2 separate regions of the Macaca mulatta genome follow, and region 1 is linked to region 2. A link is a contact called in public Hi-C data. All regions are on one chromosome and are shown on one strand. The core of a region is the stretch at or near the end of the contact, and the rest is flanking DNA. Distances in the headings are between cores, read along the strand shown.

Region 1 (3,658 bases), core at 34-2,533, 170 kb after region 2:
AGGCAGGGGCGAGGCCTTTTATAAATAGTTGCTGGATGCAAGATTCTTCTCAAAATGACAAAATAAGTTTCATATGTAAGTCTGGATGCAACACCCTTCACCATTCCTCTCATTCTAAGTGGCTCATTTAAACCTGCAAGGGCTTAATAAACTAATCTGGCTGATTACACAGTGACCGCAGAGATTCGCCTTCTCCCGGGAAAACTGCAGTCGAGTGTAGGGTATCGAGATGCTCTGGAGAAGATCGCAGACCTTCCTATCCCATAGGTCAAACATTTCTAAAAATCAAACAAGTTAACTGCGTTCTTAGCCAGTAATAAACTCCCTAGAAGAGGTCTTAAGTTTTAGCATCAATTTTTCTTTATGTGCTGTAATTCTCTCTCGGAATACTAACCAGGAGAGAAGTATTTAAAACCCCAGGGAAGCCAGCTGCTACTCTCAGAACTTGTGCCCTCTCCAGCACAAAGCTTCCCACCGCACAATGATTCCTTGTATCGAGACCTCTCAGGGCCTAGGGCACAAGGAAATTGAACTCTAACTTGCAAGGCTGCAAAACAAAGCAGTTTGAAGCCAGACGCCTCCAAACGGTGCAGCCCTAAAAAGGGACGCCTGTACTTTTCGAAGAAAGTCTCAGAACCCCTACAGCATTGCGCTGCTGGGGAAAACTTCAGCACGGAGGCCTACGTTCGGAGGAAGAAGCCGGAAGCATGCAAAAGAGCAAGTAAGCAGTTCTCCCACGTGGGCCACAGGCAGCAAGCAGAGTCAGAGAGCGGAAGCTGGAGTCCCGCAAGGCACTAGGAGATGGTCACAGAAGCTGCAGGCGCCCGGACACCTGCTGGCTCTAGCCGGGTGTCTTTCTCGGGAGAACAGTGGTGCTCAGGAATGGTGGCGGCCTGGGCGCAGCCTCTCCCATCCACGACACCTCTCTCTAAAGGGGTGCCTACGCCCTACGGGCAGCGGGTGCAGATGAGCCAAAAGGTGGTGTGTGTGTGTGTGTGTGTGTGTGTATGTGTGTGTGTATCGGGGAGGGGATCATTCGCAAGCGTACCCTCTCCTCGAGCGGCAAGTGAGTCCCGAGTGCCCAGCCCCGGTCCCTCCCCGCCGCGGCAGGGGCGCGCGGGCCGGGCGTATGGCCCCGGGAGGCGCGGTACGCCGGGGCGGGGGCGAGAAGGCACTCGGCAGGGCGAACCGCTGCGGCTGGGAGGGCTCATCTCACCTTCACGGCGGTGGTGGTGGTGCCAGAGGCCATATCTGCACGGGAAAGGAAGCTGCAGTGGGCGAGCGCTCGGGACTAAGAGAACCAAAGGGACCGAAGAGCTGCAACCGTGCCAACCCCACAGAGCGGGACTGAGCAGTGCGGAGACCCGGGGCGGGCCTTGACTCCTCCTCTTCCTCCCCGGGACAGCTGGATTGGCTGCTTGTGTGGGATCTCCCCCGCCACCCCTTCCCCAAATCGAAGTTCCCGCGTTCCGCCCCTTTTGCAGACCTTTCCGGTTCTCCGGGTTTTTGTCGGGTTTTTTTTTTTTTTTTTTAAATCCCCAGTTGTAACTAACGGATAATGATAATAATGGAGACAATTTATCGAGCGCTGTATTGTTCCAGACTGCGTGTTTTGGACTTTAATTGGCTTACTTAACATTCACAAAAACCCTGTAAGGAACAGCAGCACTCCCTGCTTGGCCCGATATTCGTGGCGTCAGAGGCCTCAGCATTCTGGCCCGGCGGCGTTCCACAAGTTCTCGCGCAAGGGAAAATCCTCACCAAGGACGGAACTGGCCGGCCAGAGATTCTCTCAGGCAGTTAACGCGGGGCGGCTGCCGTGGCGGGGGCGTGGTTTGCACTTCCTACGGCTGCGAACCCACGGGGGGTTTGCGTATTTGCCTTGATTCCTGGAGGACACAGCTGGGATGGACTTGACCCAAGACTCAGGGATGACGAAAGGGAAATAAACAGAGTAACGTACTACTGGATAATCTTTCTGATTTACGAACTATGATTTACTTATCTTCAATGTGAGGAGCGGCTTTAAGGCGTTTGAGACCGTGCGCAACTCCCAGTCTGCTCTACCCGACTGGGGGCATCTTTAACCCTTTCTACGCCGGAGCGCTATCCAGTACACCTGGATTCAGAATCCAGACTAAGGTCTCCATCATTCAACACTAGCAGGACACACACACACACACACACACACACACACACCCCACCACCACCAGCCCTTTACAGGGAGAATCCCTCATGCTCAAAGCCCCCATCCCTTCCCTACTGGGATAATCCAATTTAACCTTCCTTGATGGATTAAGCGTTCTGCAACAAAACAATGGTTGACAAGGATCTTCAGGGTGGACTCTGAGATGTAGAAATGCTGCAAATTAGCCTGGAGGTGGGAGGCAGGCCGAGAAAGGGGATGCTTTCCTCTTACAGTAGCAAAACACGGAAACGAAACACAAGTACAATTTAATTCAAAATACCACTGTGTGATGTTAGCCTCATAGAACCTGTTTACTTAAACAGTATAGACTTTCGTCCTCTTATTACTATATGCTTTAGGTCTAAATTTTCTCACAATGTAAAGTTTTCTTTATTCTGTTACAATAATCTATTTCTTTTAAGTTATAAAATGCAATGGTAAAAGAGGAATGAAAGTAGAATTCGGATGCTCCTTTGAGAAACAGGAGACAGGGAGTCCTTCGTGGATGAAGACAATGTAGCTTTCTAGGGGCCTTTCTGCTGATTGCTCTATTGAGGGGCAGGAAGCCCACCACTCAGAAGTGAACCATTGAGGACACAAGGATGCCCTGGACTTTATGGCTGCTACCTAAGTAGGGGGTTCTAGCCAACTTAAGTGACTTGATATGATTAGCAAGTCCAGTTTCTACTCAGCACTGCCTCTCTGCTAAAAGTTAGACGCTGTAACCAAGTTAGATCTTGTAAGCTTAAAATACCCCTAGGCATAGGAGTTGGAAACTTGGAGAGGACCAGGCTGGACTTCTGGACTTTTCTACTATAACTTGCAGGTAAGGGCTCAAGCATTTGCTCTTGAAGATGTGATGTCTGTGAAGAGGAAATTCTTCTAAAGTTTGAATTTCATATACACTTACATGTGACAAAATATTATTCTACTTTTGATATTTTTCCAACCAGTTAAGATTGTAAAAAAGCATTCTCAGTTCAAAGTTGTACAAAAACAGGTGGAGAGCTGGGTTTGGCTGAGGTCTTTGGCCATTGTTTTCTGCTCAGGGTAGTGCCTGAATCACATGACCCCTTGCTACCCAGACTTGGATAACCCTTGGACAGGCTTGTGAGACAGTGCTTTCTTTAGTGCAGTATCTTTGAAAAGGTAGGCGGTAATATTTTTGCCTTATTTCCAAGTTTTGGGTCATGTTTTTTCTTAACAAGTCCTAAAAAGGAAGACAAAATTTTCATTAATTTTCAATACGCAAACATTTTCAGTGGTCTCCCTTTTTGATTACTATGTCAACAAGACAAGGAGAGTCGGTCTGTCTAGGAGCATAGATTTTGCCCTGCCCTTCTGTTCTTATCCTATAAATCCCCCTCTGTTAATCTGTACCCTTGCTTTTCTGAAGATAATTATAAAGAACTAGGTCATCTTACAATAATTCTGATTATGAAACAGTATGAAGGTTTCAACAGCTTCTCC
Region 2 (3,228 bases), core at 22-2,521:
GCCCCAGCACAAAGCACGGTGTTGGGTAAATTCTAAGTGAACTCTACCTACCGGTGAGGTGCATTTGTAAATATCTAGATAGATATTTAGAGTGGCCACGTAAGAGTGATCACTAAATCTCACTTTATCCAAACGGCCCCGTTTTGTCTTGGGTTTGGACAGAGGTCCGGCAGCAAAGTCAAGCGATGGGGCGGGGGATGGGGAAAGAGAAGTCTGCCGCTCCTCTAGGCTACCGCACCGCCTTTAGTGGGTGGCTCCGCCAGTGCAGGCCTCACTTTCCTCCCCTGTAAGGTTGGGGGGCTTGACTTCTGATCTGTAAGGCCCTGTCGGCTCACGCTGTGGTTCCACTTCTTCAACTAGGCCACTAGGCCCAAGCGCATGAACAGGAAGCCACTGAGAAGCTGGCCACATTTCCAGGTTCCGGGAGCTGGGCCTAGTCCCGTATCCTCTGGCACACACCCAGCCACTCAGGCCGCGGGTTTAGGACAGATCCAAGCAGACCGCAGACTCCGGGTCGGGGCACCGGGTCAGCGCGCCGGCCTGAAGGCGGCGTCCTGGGCTCGACTTCCCGCGCGCGGAGAGCCTGCGAGCCCGCGTCGGAGTTCCTGGCCGAGAGCCGAGCCTCGCTTAGACCGCGCTCAGGACCCGGCTCCTCCGCATTCTCGGGCTACCCCTGTGTCCTCGACTCACCCCTCCTTTCTGCCGCTCCTTCCTTTCCTTGCCCTGCTTTTACTGTTCCCAGACAGGACCGCTTTTCCTGTGCCCCGGCTGGAAAGGAAGAAGGGAGACAGACAGTCCAGAAAGGATCGGCGATGTGGAAGAAAAGGGGAGGAGGGGACACGGAGGGGGAGACAGGAGCGAGAGCTTACGCCTAGGAGTCAGGCGGCGGGATCAAGGGGTGTCGGGGTGTCTGGGCGCCTGAAAGAGCGTGGAGGCGGCTGCAGTCAACGGTGGCCAAGACAACCATTCTACGCGAGGACGCGGCGACAGGAGGAGAGCGGCCCGCAGGGGAGGAGAGCGCGGGGGGAAGAGGAAAGAGGAAGAAGCGCTCTGATGCTCTGCGCCTGTCATGAAGGTTAAAACCGAAAATAAAAATGGGCTAGACACAAAGGACTCCGTTCTTGTCCCAGTCCGGCGCCCTCGGCGACGGAGCAGCTGGGAGGGGAAGGGGCGCCCGGACCCAGTTGGGACCCCCGGGTGCGACTCCACCTACCTAGTCCGGCGCCAGGCCGGGCCCGCAGCTCCCGCAGCGCCAGCGCCACGCCGTGTCCAGATGTCGCGTCGGAGGCGTGCAGCGGTTTCGTTTAATTTCGCTTGTTTTCCCAATCTAGAAGAGGAGCGGAGCGGCTTTTAGTTCAAAACTGACATTCAGCCTCCTGATTGGCGGAGAGAGCAATGAGATGACCTCGCTTTCCTTTCTTCCTTTTGCTTTTTTAAACAATCTAGTTCGAAGAATGTAAGACTTTCGACGAGGGGAGCTAGGAATAAAGCAAGGGGAATAGGGGAGCGGGGACGCGAGCAGCACCAGAACCCGCGGGAGCGCGGCTGTTCCTGGTAGGGCCGTGTCAGGTGACGGATGTAGCTAGGGGGCGAGCTGCCTGGAGTTGCGTTCCAGGCGTCCGGCCCCTGGGCCGTCACCGCGGGGCGCCCGCGCTGAGGGTGGGAAGATGGTGGTGGGGGTGGGGGCGCACACAGGGCGGGAAAGTGGCGGTAGGCGGGAGGGAGAGGAACGCGGGCCCCGAGCCGCCCGCGCGCGCGCCTCTCTACCGGCGCCTCCTGCAGCCCTTCCCGCGTGCGCAGGGCTCAGAGCCGTTCCGAGATCTTGGAGGTCCGGGTGGAAGTGGGGGCGGGGGTGGGGGTGGGGGTGGAGGTGGGGGGCGGGCGCGCTCAGGGAAGGCGGGTGCGCGCCTGCAGGGCGGAGATGGGCAGGGGGCGGCGCGTGGGTCCCAGTCTGCAGTTAGGGGGGCAGGAGCGGCGCTGCTCACCTCTGGTGCCAAAGGGCGGCGCAGCGGCTGCCGAGCTCGGCAGTGGAGGCGGCGAGAACATGGTGCGCAGGTTCTTGGTGACCCTCCGGATTCGGCGCGCGTGCGGCCCGCCGCGAGTGAGGGTTTTCGTGGTTCACATCCCGCGGCTCGCGGGGGAGTGGGCAGCGCCAGGGGCGCCCGCCGCTGTGGCCCTCGTGCTGATGCTACTGAGGAGCCAGCGTCTAGGGCAGCAGCCGCATCCTAGAAGACCAGGTAGGAAAGGCCCTCGCAAAGTCCGGGGCGCATTCGACACTTGTTTTGTTTGGTGTGATTTCGTAAACAGATAATTCGTCTCTAGCCTAGGCTAGGAGGAGGAGATAACCGGCGGTGGAGGCTTCTCCATTCGGGTTACAACGACTTAGACATGTGGTTCTCGCAGTACCACTGAACCTGGACCTCCCTTCACACAGCACCCTCAATCGTGTGAAACTGAGGCGAACAGAGCTTCTAAACCCACCTCAGAAGTCAGTGACTCCCGAATATCCTGGGTAGGAATGACTAAGACACACACACACACACACACACACACACACACACACACACACACAGTAGGAAAGGTGTATTTCAAGCACACTTTCTTTCTCCTTGGGGGGAATTATTGCTAACCATCGAAGTTTTCTGGAGGCGGCCTTTTTTCTCCCCAACCTGCCGGCGGGGTCACCTTCTCCCACCTTCCAGGAGAGTGGAGGACCCGAGAGAGAAGGACCACGCAGGCAGTGACTTCCTGAAATGCTAACAAGGATCGTAGGATCAGTTACTGCTGCGAGGAGCCAGCACTTGCTTCTGGGGGGAGTTTTGCAGCCAACAGGAAAATGGGCTTTCTTTGTGAGTTAGAGGTAGAGGTCCGGCGGCCTGAGTGATTGAAACTGCTCGGGACTTTGCTCGTATGTTTAGCAAACGACAGAAATGCAGAACTGTTCCTGAAAAATCCCAACTGATAATATTTTAGTCATCTCAGACTACAGTTAGCACAGTTTAAAAATGAGGCCTACTTCTTGAAAAACAGAATCGGAGGTAGTTTTGTCCTCACATTGACAAATGTTGACACAGCCGGTGTAATTTCCTATAACCAGGAAAACTGAAAGAATATATATACAGTTAAAATGTGCACAATGCTAATTAAAACTTGTATAATAAGTCTAAAAGTAATTTAATGAGGCTTCGCCAGGAATATATAGCTTCAAAAAGCAAAGGCCAGCGGAGG

What was found. A called contact is a pair of places that touch in the nucleus more often than the background predicts.
Region 1: a contact with region 2 is called in a Hi-C map of blood, with 6 times the contacts expected there. The contact joins the promoter of MTAP here to the promoter of CDKN2A in region 2. A contact is called at or near these places in 2 of 14 Hi-C or Micro-C datasets (CD4 T cells and blood).

Annotation. Positions count from the first base shown.
Region 1 is chr15:77,387,940-77,391,597 of T2T-MMU8v2.0, forward strand. It overlaps MTAP (methylthioadenosine phosphorylase), which reads right to left and starts at 1,284. Exons shown (of 8, transcript NM_001261737.1): 1 at 1,217-1,284. The coding sequence starts at 1,249. LOC106993734 (a long non-coding RNA gene) reads left to right here and starts at 1,369. Exons shown (of 4, transcript XR_003723249.2): 1 at 1,369-3,014.
Region 2 is chr15:77,220,438-77,223,665 of T2T-MMU8v2.0, forward strand. It overlaps CDKN2A (cyclin dependent kinase inhibitor 2A), which reads left to right and starts at 1,272. Exons shown (of 3, transcript XM_077966006.1): 1 at 1,272-1,456.